2 separate regions of the Triticum aestivum genome follow, and region 1 is linked to region 2. A link is a contact called in public Hi-C data. All regions are on one chromosome and are shown on one strand. The core of a region is the stretch at or near the end of the contact, and the rest is flanking DNA. Distances in the headings are between cores, read along the strand shown.

Region 1 (4,007 bases), core at 442-2,941, 140 kb after region 2:
AGAGCAACATTCAGTGGTTCATATACAGGTCTGATAGGTATTGTGGCATTCCAGTCCTTGGCCGTGGAGTTCATTCTTGCATATGTATTTTTTTAGTTCATTCTTACATATGTATTGTATTCTTAGCAGCAATATTTTTTGATGATATGTCCGACATCATCTAATCTTTTGTGAACACTTGCTAGAGTATATGATACAATGAGAGTATCTTATTTTGTTCTTCTGAATTTTTATCTGACAACATAGTCGTCACAATGGTTCCGCAGCAATGCGCGGGTCATCCTCTAGTATAGTAAATAGACATACACAGAGATATAAAAATTAAATAATGAATGGAGGTTATATAGTTAGCCATATTTCACCTTTACAGTACATTTATCATCCTGTAGGCTGCCAACAATCCTCCAAGGACAATCCTCACTTGACTTGCAGAACCCTCTAAATCTCTTTTTATCCGACTTCTCTGTGCCTATATCAAACTCCTCATTGATGAAAAATTGCCTCACTGCTAACCTAAATTCCTTCATTGATGGGTACATTGTGCCAAGGTCCATTTTTGGGTGGTCCTTATCATATGTAATCACTACCTCATTTGGTATGACATCACTAACAGGAATGGCAGCACCATCATTGTCACTGCCCTGCTCAACCATTTTACGACCCTTTGGTTCACTCTTACCTTTTTTCTCTTCTTCATCCTGCAAGCCCAAAATTTCACATAACTGATCCTCACTCAGTAGTTCAATTCTACCTTCTTCATCATGTGTCTCCACTATTTGCAAGTTATCCCAATCGACTTCTGAAATTGACGTTGCCTCAACCTGTAACGATGGATCCTCAGTACTGCTCCCCAACGCGACCTCTGGGTCATGCCTACTTGAAACAATTAAGAAAACATGAACACAAGTTTGGGTTAGCGGTTATAAACATGTCAAAAGTCACGATCATATTTTTACAAAGCATATATGTAGCTGAACATAAATTCCTCCAGATTGTTTACTATTTCCCTTATTCATTGATGCATGATGATTCGAAAATTCTACTATTTCAAAATTCTACTGCCTTTACAATTAGGATAACTTTTACCTCTCATTATGATTTCAGGAAGAAATAAGTCTTTCAAGGTTCGGCTCTGTTGAACTAGTGGTTGTGACGACTCTGCTCTTTCTACTTTACTGAATACACATCACTTTCTTTTTTGCATTCTTACTATATCTAGTACTGCTCCCAGAATTAGATGCCAGATAACAACGACCTTTCCCACCCTTTCTTGATTTAGATATAGGCTATCAGAATTAGATGTAAACTGTGGATGTAGGCTATCGTTTCACCTAGCAGGGAGCAGTTTAGGAATCACGATTGTAGTTTCCGCAGATTCCATACTCACATGATGCAGTGCTTTGTTAACGAGCCATGCAAGGAGAGATCAATCGCTACAGATTTTTGAACAGAACAGAGTAAGGCTCAATACGATACCGCCCAGAATCCATGAACGCGGCGACGAGAACAGCGGCACACGGCGTTGACGAGATCGGCGGCACGGGATGTCGAGAAGATCGGCGGCACGCGAGGTCTAAGCCATCTGCGGCACTCTGCCGTCGAGAAGAATCAGGGGCAACACAAACGATATTCTTGGCGGCCGGTGCGCTGGTCTCGTATCAATTAGTATTAATTAGAACGTGGATACTACTTACGTGTATATAATCAGGGGCAGTTTGGTCTTTTCCCCTGCTTATGAATGGAAAAGGAAAAAGGAAAATCACAAAAAGGAGGGAAGTGGTATGGTAATCAAGGAGCCAATGAGCAAAGTGACAATTTTGCGAAGCCCATCTTGAAAGTGGCAATTTTGAGAAGCCACGTATTGAAAGTGGCAAATATTCAATTTTCTCGATTATGGAGGAATCTTGATCGATCCTACATATATACTCCGGATACTACCTAGCATGGCTTGTCTTATTCTGTTCCGGTTCATGTGTCATCGGCCCTGCGAACAATCGAGAGCCGCCCGCGAGACCCAACCTCCCCACCGGCGGCGCACGCACAAGGTGGCGCGGCGTGCCCTCCCCTGCTCCCCATCCGATCGCTTCTTCTTTTTTTTGAGGGAGAGAGGTTCGATTTTTTTATTTTTTATTTTTAGAAAAGAGAGAGGTTTGATTTTTTATTTTCTATACTAGTTGACGAGCGTTCCTTCGGGAGCCTCACAACAATCAGCGCTATTTGGCGCGCTCTCAGCGGCCCTCCACGTGTCGCGATCTAGTCGCTCCCTCCGAATTTTGTTTCTTTTTCCGCACGCATTTTTGGCTTTTTGAACGTTCTTTTTTGTTTTTTTTACGTTTCGGTTTTTCATCGGTCTTCCTTATCTTTTGGACAAAAAAAAAATACTTTTTGCGCGAAAAAATCTGTTTTTTTTCGTGAGAGTCATGGTTTTGCTTTAGCGAGAGTCACGGCCGTGCCTTTCGGAAACGAAAAAAACATGTTTTTTGTTTGTTTTTTCCTTTCGCAAGAGGCACGATTTTGCTTCCGCAAGAGGCACGATTGTGTTTTCGCGAGAGGCATGGTTTTGCTTCCGCGAGAGGCACGATTATGTTTTCGCGAGAGGCACGGTTTTGCTTCCGCGAGAGACACGATTGTGTTTTCACGAGAGGCATGGCCGTACCTCTCAAAAACGAAAAGAACGCATTTTTTAGAATTTTTTTCTTTCGCGAGAGGTACGGTTTTGCTTCCGCGAGAGGAACGATTGTGCTTTCGCGAGAGGCACGACCGTGCCTCTTGGAAACGGAAACAAAACGTGTTTCCTGTTTTTTTCCTTCCGAGAGAGGCACGGTTTTACTTCCGCTAGAGGCGCTTTCGCAAGAGGCACGGCCGTGCCTCCTCAGAAACGAAAAACCACATTTTCTCTTCTTTTTTCCCGTCCGCGAGAGGCACGGTTGTGATTTCGCGAGAGGCACAGGCGTGCCTCTTTCGGAAAGGGAAAAACACGTGCTCCCGGTTTGGTTTTTTCATAAAAAAAAGTTCATCAAAACTTACCGACATGGGATCTAGTTTTGAAGATCTCGACACGAGGAATCTAATGACGAAAACGGTTTGAGATTTGGACGCATGGTTTAAGAGATAAAACATTTTGAATAAATGAATCTACGAAAAAAGGAAAAACTCACAGGTTGCGACAAATGGTGCACATGCAGCGCGCCACTTGTCGCAACCTGAGAAGATGGGAGTGATCTTTGCAATAAGTACTCATTAATTAGTGATTTCATCGATTTATATAAAAATAAATCGCTGCACATCTACGCGTTTAAGGGCCGGCCCAGTTACCAGTCGCGCGGCAATGCGTTAGCGGGCTTGGCCAGAACATTTGTGGACCATTCCTGCTAGTCCTTCTCAAAGGCAAATCCTATTTGGCGCTGCAGGCGCCCGTTAATGTGTATTTTGCAAACGGGCGCCTGCAGCGCCCCCTGCTGGGCCGGCCCATCTCTGCTTTTTACAAAGCAAAAAAAGAAACACCACGAGGGATCGAACAAGCGATCTCCACATCGAGGCACGCTGCGTTAGGCATCACACCACGTTACCTAATCTGTCAACATACATCTTTTCCCTCTTTACTTATTTCCGTTTTCTTTTTTCTTTCTTCCTTTTCCTTTTTCCTATTTTTTCTATTTGTTTCTATTTTCTTTTCTTCTTCTTCTTCTTCGTCGTTTGATGATTCTTGTTTCAAATTTGTTAAATTTTTTCTTCAAATTCAATGAATTTTTTTCAAACTCCGTGAACTTTTCTGAAATTCGATGAATTTTTCTAAATCTATTAACATTTTTCAATTTCGATGAACATTTTTCAAATAATGTGAACTATTTTCAAATTTGATGATTATTTTATAAAAATTCATTATCTTTTTTTCTAAATTGATGAACTTTTGTTTTCAATTTCGATGAACCTATTTCAAAATTGATGAACTTTTTACAAAAGTGTTGATTTTTTTTAAAAAATTGATGATTATTTTCATATTTGTT
Region 2 (4,286 bases), core at 1,712-4,211:
TGCTCAGATCTATGACTGCTCCTCAACGCCATCAAGTACCTTTGCCTTTGATTATCTCTACTATAGTATCTTATAAATTGGAGTTGGTGGTGATTGGTGAGTTTAGTACCCCCACTCCATCCCAATCCTTCTCATCTATCTTGAAACTGGTAGACTCCTTTAGTTTGGAGATAGAGAAAAATCATATCTTTCATTGGTGCTTCAATCGCTGACGCAATTACACAAGTGTGGTGTTGGTTGCTCGATTGAGCTTCTTCCCCACAGTGTTGCACGTGCATTGGTAGTTATACATTGCTAATCCAATACAACTAAATCATTTTTGTGGACCGATAGCAACGCAGGGGCGTGATGCAAGTCACATGTAAATACGACGATGAAGATTTTGTAAAACTGAAATAGCACTGGTATATGATATATCTTTGAAAGATCCAGGTTGCATGGTATGCTGGTTTACAAGAAGACAGAAATTGACGAACTAGCTAGCAAGTTAGTACAATAATGGATTAATGCACCACACTTGTAGCCAGCCAGTTAACTTAACATGATTCCAAGTCCCAGCTGTACTTAACCATGCCTACAGCTGCTCATTGTCATTAGCTTTCGTGCTATTGCTTGTCGAAATTCTGCTCATCGTGCTTGGCCTTCTGTTCCATCTCCGATGACAAGTCCAAGGCGGCCGCCGACAATGATGATTTCGGGGATGATCTTTGGTCGAGCCATGCGATGATATCTTGGAAGACGGTGTGGATGTTTTCGGGGCTCTCGCCGGAGGTGAGGGCGTGCCACATGCCCGGGTAGAGGTTGAGCTTCTTGTCCTGGCTCACCGCCGAGCGGTAGAGGAGGTCGCTCACCGATGGGTCCGTCACCTTGTCGTCGCCTCCGTGAACGATCAGGAATGGCAATGACACCTGCATACACATGCACGATCCATCCATCAGCATCACTCTTGTTGCTTACAGAGCTAATTATAGTTAGGAGCTTATGGGTATATATCTATCTAGAAAGATGAGGAAAAAGTCGTTGTTATGTGAAAGAAACAACAATTATTATGAGACCACGGCAACAAAATAAGTCATCAAGCTCCTAACTGGGCCACTCACGAGAAAAATACCTTGAGTGTGATCTAAACAGAGAAGAGGCGTGAGACGTAGAGAGAGTATGCTTTAGAAGCCAGACCCAACTAACCGAACAGGGACGTCACGCGAGCAAATCAACCTATTGATCTTAATTGGAGAAAAGGAGATGGATTGAGATGTGTAGATGCGGGCACATTACCATTAAGAAAAATAGTACTCAAAATTCATTTATTAAACATATCTCCCTCCCTCTGCAAGCGTGCTATCTACTCCAGTTGATATATACATACCCCATGGAATACTATATGCGGAGACAAAGGGAATCCTTTTTTGCTTTAGTAATTATTAAGTGCTCCCTCCATTCACAAATATAAAATATTTTTGAATATTCGAATATAGACTAGATAAAGATTGAAATGAGTGAACACTACAACATGTCTATATATAATCGATGTATAAAGAAGTTAGAACATGTTCGCAAAGAAGAAGAAGAGATAATTAATAACACCTTTGAGAGTACGTTGTTCTCGAGGTTGAGGCTGACTTTGAGGAGCTCGTAGGCGGTCTTGAGGCGCGGCTTGCCCTGGTAGCAGTGGGGGTTGTTCCTGATCTCGTCGCGCTTCTCCTGCATCCTGTAGGCGGCGTCGATGACGTCGGTGGTCGGCACGATCTTCCACGTGGGGATGATGTTGGTCATCAGCTTGAGGACGCTCACCACCACCGGATGCGGCCGCATCTCATCAGCGATCTGAAATACCCCAGCCTTAGTTTTACGTTATTTGAATTGGTCCAAATTAATGAAAGCAAATGTTCATCGATCAACAAAGATAGATACTACTACTACTACTACTAGAATATACTACTGTCGTTATCGGGCGAGAGGCCTGAATGGCCGGCCGGGTCAACCGCTCCGGCATGGATTGGATTAAACTAAACAAGTGCGAAATCAGTAACGGCCCGGCCGCACGCGGGGCGCCATCTCGATCCACCCGGTCAAAAGTCAAATGATGACGGCAACTAGCTTGCATACGCGGCCGGATTGATCGTGCGTGCGTGCATGCATCTCGTTTCCGTCTCGATTGTCGCCGCGTACTAGTAGCTAGTCTAAAGTTGCGGTAGTCTGGACTCTGGAAGATGATTTGGAGGGAGGCCGGCCGGAGGAGTGGTAAGCATGCACGTGTACCTTGCACATGGGGGCGACGAGGACGGCGCCGGTCCAGTACGCCGGGCGCATCCGGTGGAGGAGCAGCGCCACGGCGCCGCCCATGGACTCGCCGAGGATGAAGCGGGGGAGGTCCGTGTTGGCGGTGGAGGCGACGACGGCGGTGAAGAAGGCGTCGGTGTCGCTGACTAGGAGGTCGAAGGAGGGGATGTAGCCCTGGAGCCCCTCCGACTTGCCGTGGCCCTCGTAGTCCACCCCGTACACCGCGTACCCGGCCTGCGCCAGCCGCACCCCCGTCCCCCGCATCGTCACGCTGCACTCCACCGCGTACCCTGCACGCATGTTGGTTGGTTAGTTGGTTGGTTGGTCTTGGATCATTCGCCATTAGAGCGGCGAGGAAGGAAAGAAGGACGTACCATGGCAGAGGAAGACGTGGGCCTTGACTATTTGGCCCTTGGGGGGGAGCCATCTGCAGGTGAAGAGCTTCAGCCCGCGGGAGTTCTGCACGGACTCCTCCTCGTACTCGTAGCTGCCATCGTCCGCCACGGCGCTGCCGGACTTGCTCGTCATCGACCCCTTCTCTTCTTCTCCGACGACTGGAACTCGGTCGCAGGAAGGAAGCAGCCAGCCACGGGAAAATTAAAGAGCCGAGAGAAATGTTGAATTTTTGCGAGACAGGAACGCAAGCGAGCGAGCGAACGAGGCGAGGAGGATCAGGGCCGGGGGGTCGATGACAGCTATATATGTGGACGCCCTTGTGAACAAAAGGAATAGTATTACTCCACCAGTATTATAGCAATACATTTATTATTTACTAATATAATATAATTTTATTTTCTCACTGAGATTTTTTGACATCTTAGTAGTATTACGGAGAATACAATGGCTGCTAAATCTTGAATCAATCAATCACTACTCCGTAATGTTAATTGATGCGAGCGCTGAAACGTCTGGACTGGGCGCCTTTCAGTTAACGTCCATTCACCTGCACGTCATGCAAAGAAAGATAATAATAAACACAACCGTCCTTGACAGTAACATTTCAGAGTAACTGCGTCTCACATATGTCGCCATAGGCTCATCTATCGTGTCACCTTCTCAACTAAATTTCTAACACTATTGCTACAGCTACCCAAAAGCTAATAGCACCAAGTATACAGCCCTTCCTCACAAAAAACAACAAAAACTAATTTACAGTCACAACCAAATGCTCCTACTTCCGAGGATTTAAGTGTGTACGCACAAGAGGGAAAACAAACTGCCATTCACGCTGCCTGGCTACAGATGTATTTCCACTGTAGTAGATTTAACGCTGGTGGAGCTTAGCCGGAAGTGTTTGTGTATAAATTTTGTTTGGGTTCCCTCTCTTTCTTTCTCTCTCTCTCTCTCTCTCTTGCAACATGAATCTGCATTTTGTTTGGATGACACGAGCTCCATGGAAATTTGCGCAAACGACTCTAACTCAACCAAAAAACGTGTAACAATTAATCCAATAAGGTTGAAAATTCCTTTGAGTATTCCCACGCTCCTAGCCCCGCCGCCGGCCACTCCGGCCCCGTCGTCCACCCTCCATGGCCTCTCCCCCGCCATCCGTCGTGGGACACTCGCGAGGTCCGCTGGTTCGAGTCGAGCCCCTCCTCGGGCGGCTCCGCTGACTCCGCCATGTCCTACCGGCGGGCCCTTTGCCGGTCACATGCGCCTTCGCCGGCCGCCTCTCTCAGCCCCGCGCCTGCGTCGCCCTCCTTTCTGTGGCCCGCGCCCTCGGACCCCATGCCCTCGCCGCCTATCGCTCGCCGCAAGCTCCGTTTCGAGATCTGCCGGATGGAGGCCGCGCCCGCCCCGAGCGACGGCTGGCTGGTGGCCCGGGGCAAGAAGTGTCCTCGCTCGCGCACCCCTCCTTGTCGCCTGCGCCGTGGCACCGGCGAGCCCTCCCGTCAGCGGCCGTCATGGCTCCGCGAGGTGGAATGCCCCCACTGCTTCAGCACCGAGCACTCGCGCTCCGAGTGCCGGCGCGACATCTGTTGCGCACGCTGCCGGTTCTTTGGGCG

Evidence for each region. Hi-C and Micro-C count contacts between places; a contact is called where the count stands out from the background.
Region 1: a contact with region 2 is called in a Hi-C map of leaf, with 6 times the contacts expected there. The contact joins the promoter of LOC123114753 here to the promoter of LOC123111454 in region 2. A contact is called at or near these places in 3 of 5 Hi-C or Micro-C datasets (all in leaf).

Annotation. Positions count from the first base shown.
Region 1 is chr5B:291,406,574-291,410,580 of IWGSC CS RefSeq v2.1, forward strand. It overlaps LOC123114753, which reads right to left and starts at 1,692. Exons shown (of 3, transcript XM_044536176.1): 1 at 1,477-1,692; 2 at 363-873. The coding sequence starts at 1,490. LOC123111457 (a long non-coding RNA gene) reads left to right here. Exons shown (of 4, transcript XR_006454447.1): 4 at 1-158.
Region 2 is chr5B:291,268,805-291,273,090 of IWGSC CS RefSeq v2.1, forward strand. LOC123111454 (caffeoylshikimate esterase) reads right to left here and starts at 2,962. Exons shown (of 4, transcript XM_044532260.1): 1 at 2,655-2,962; 2 at 2,260-2,570; 3 at 1,585-1,824; 4 at 381-908. The coding sequence starts at 2,808. The coding sequence ends at 606.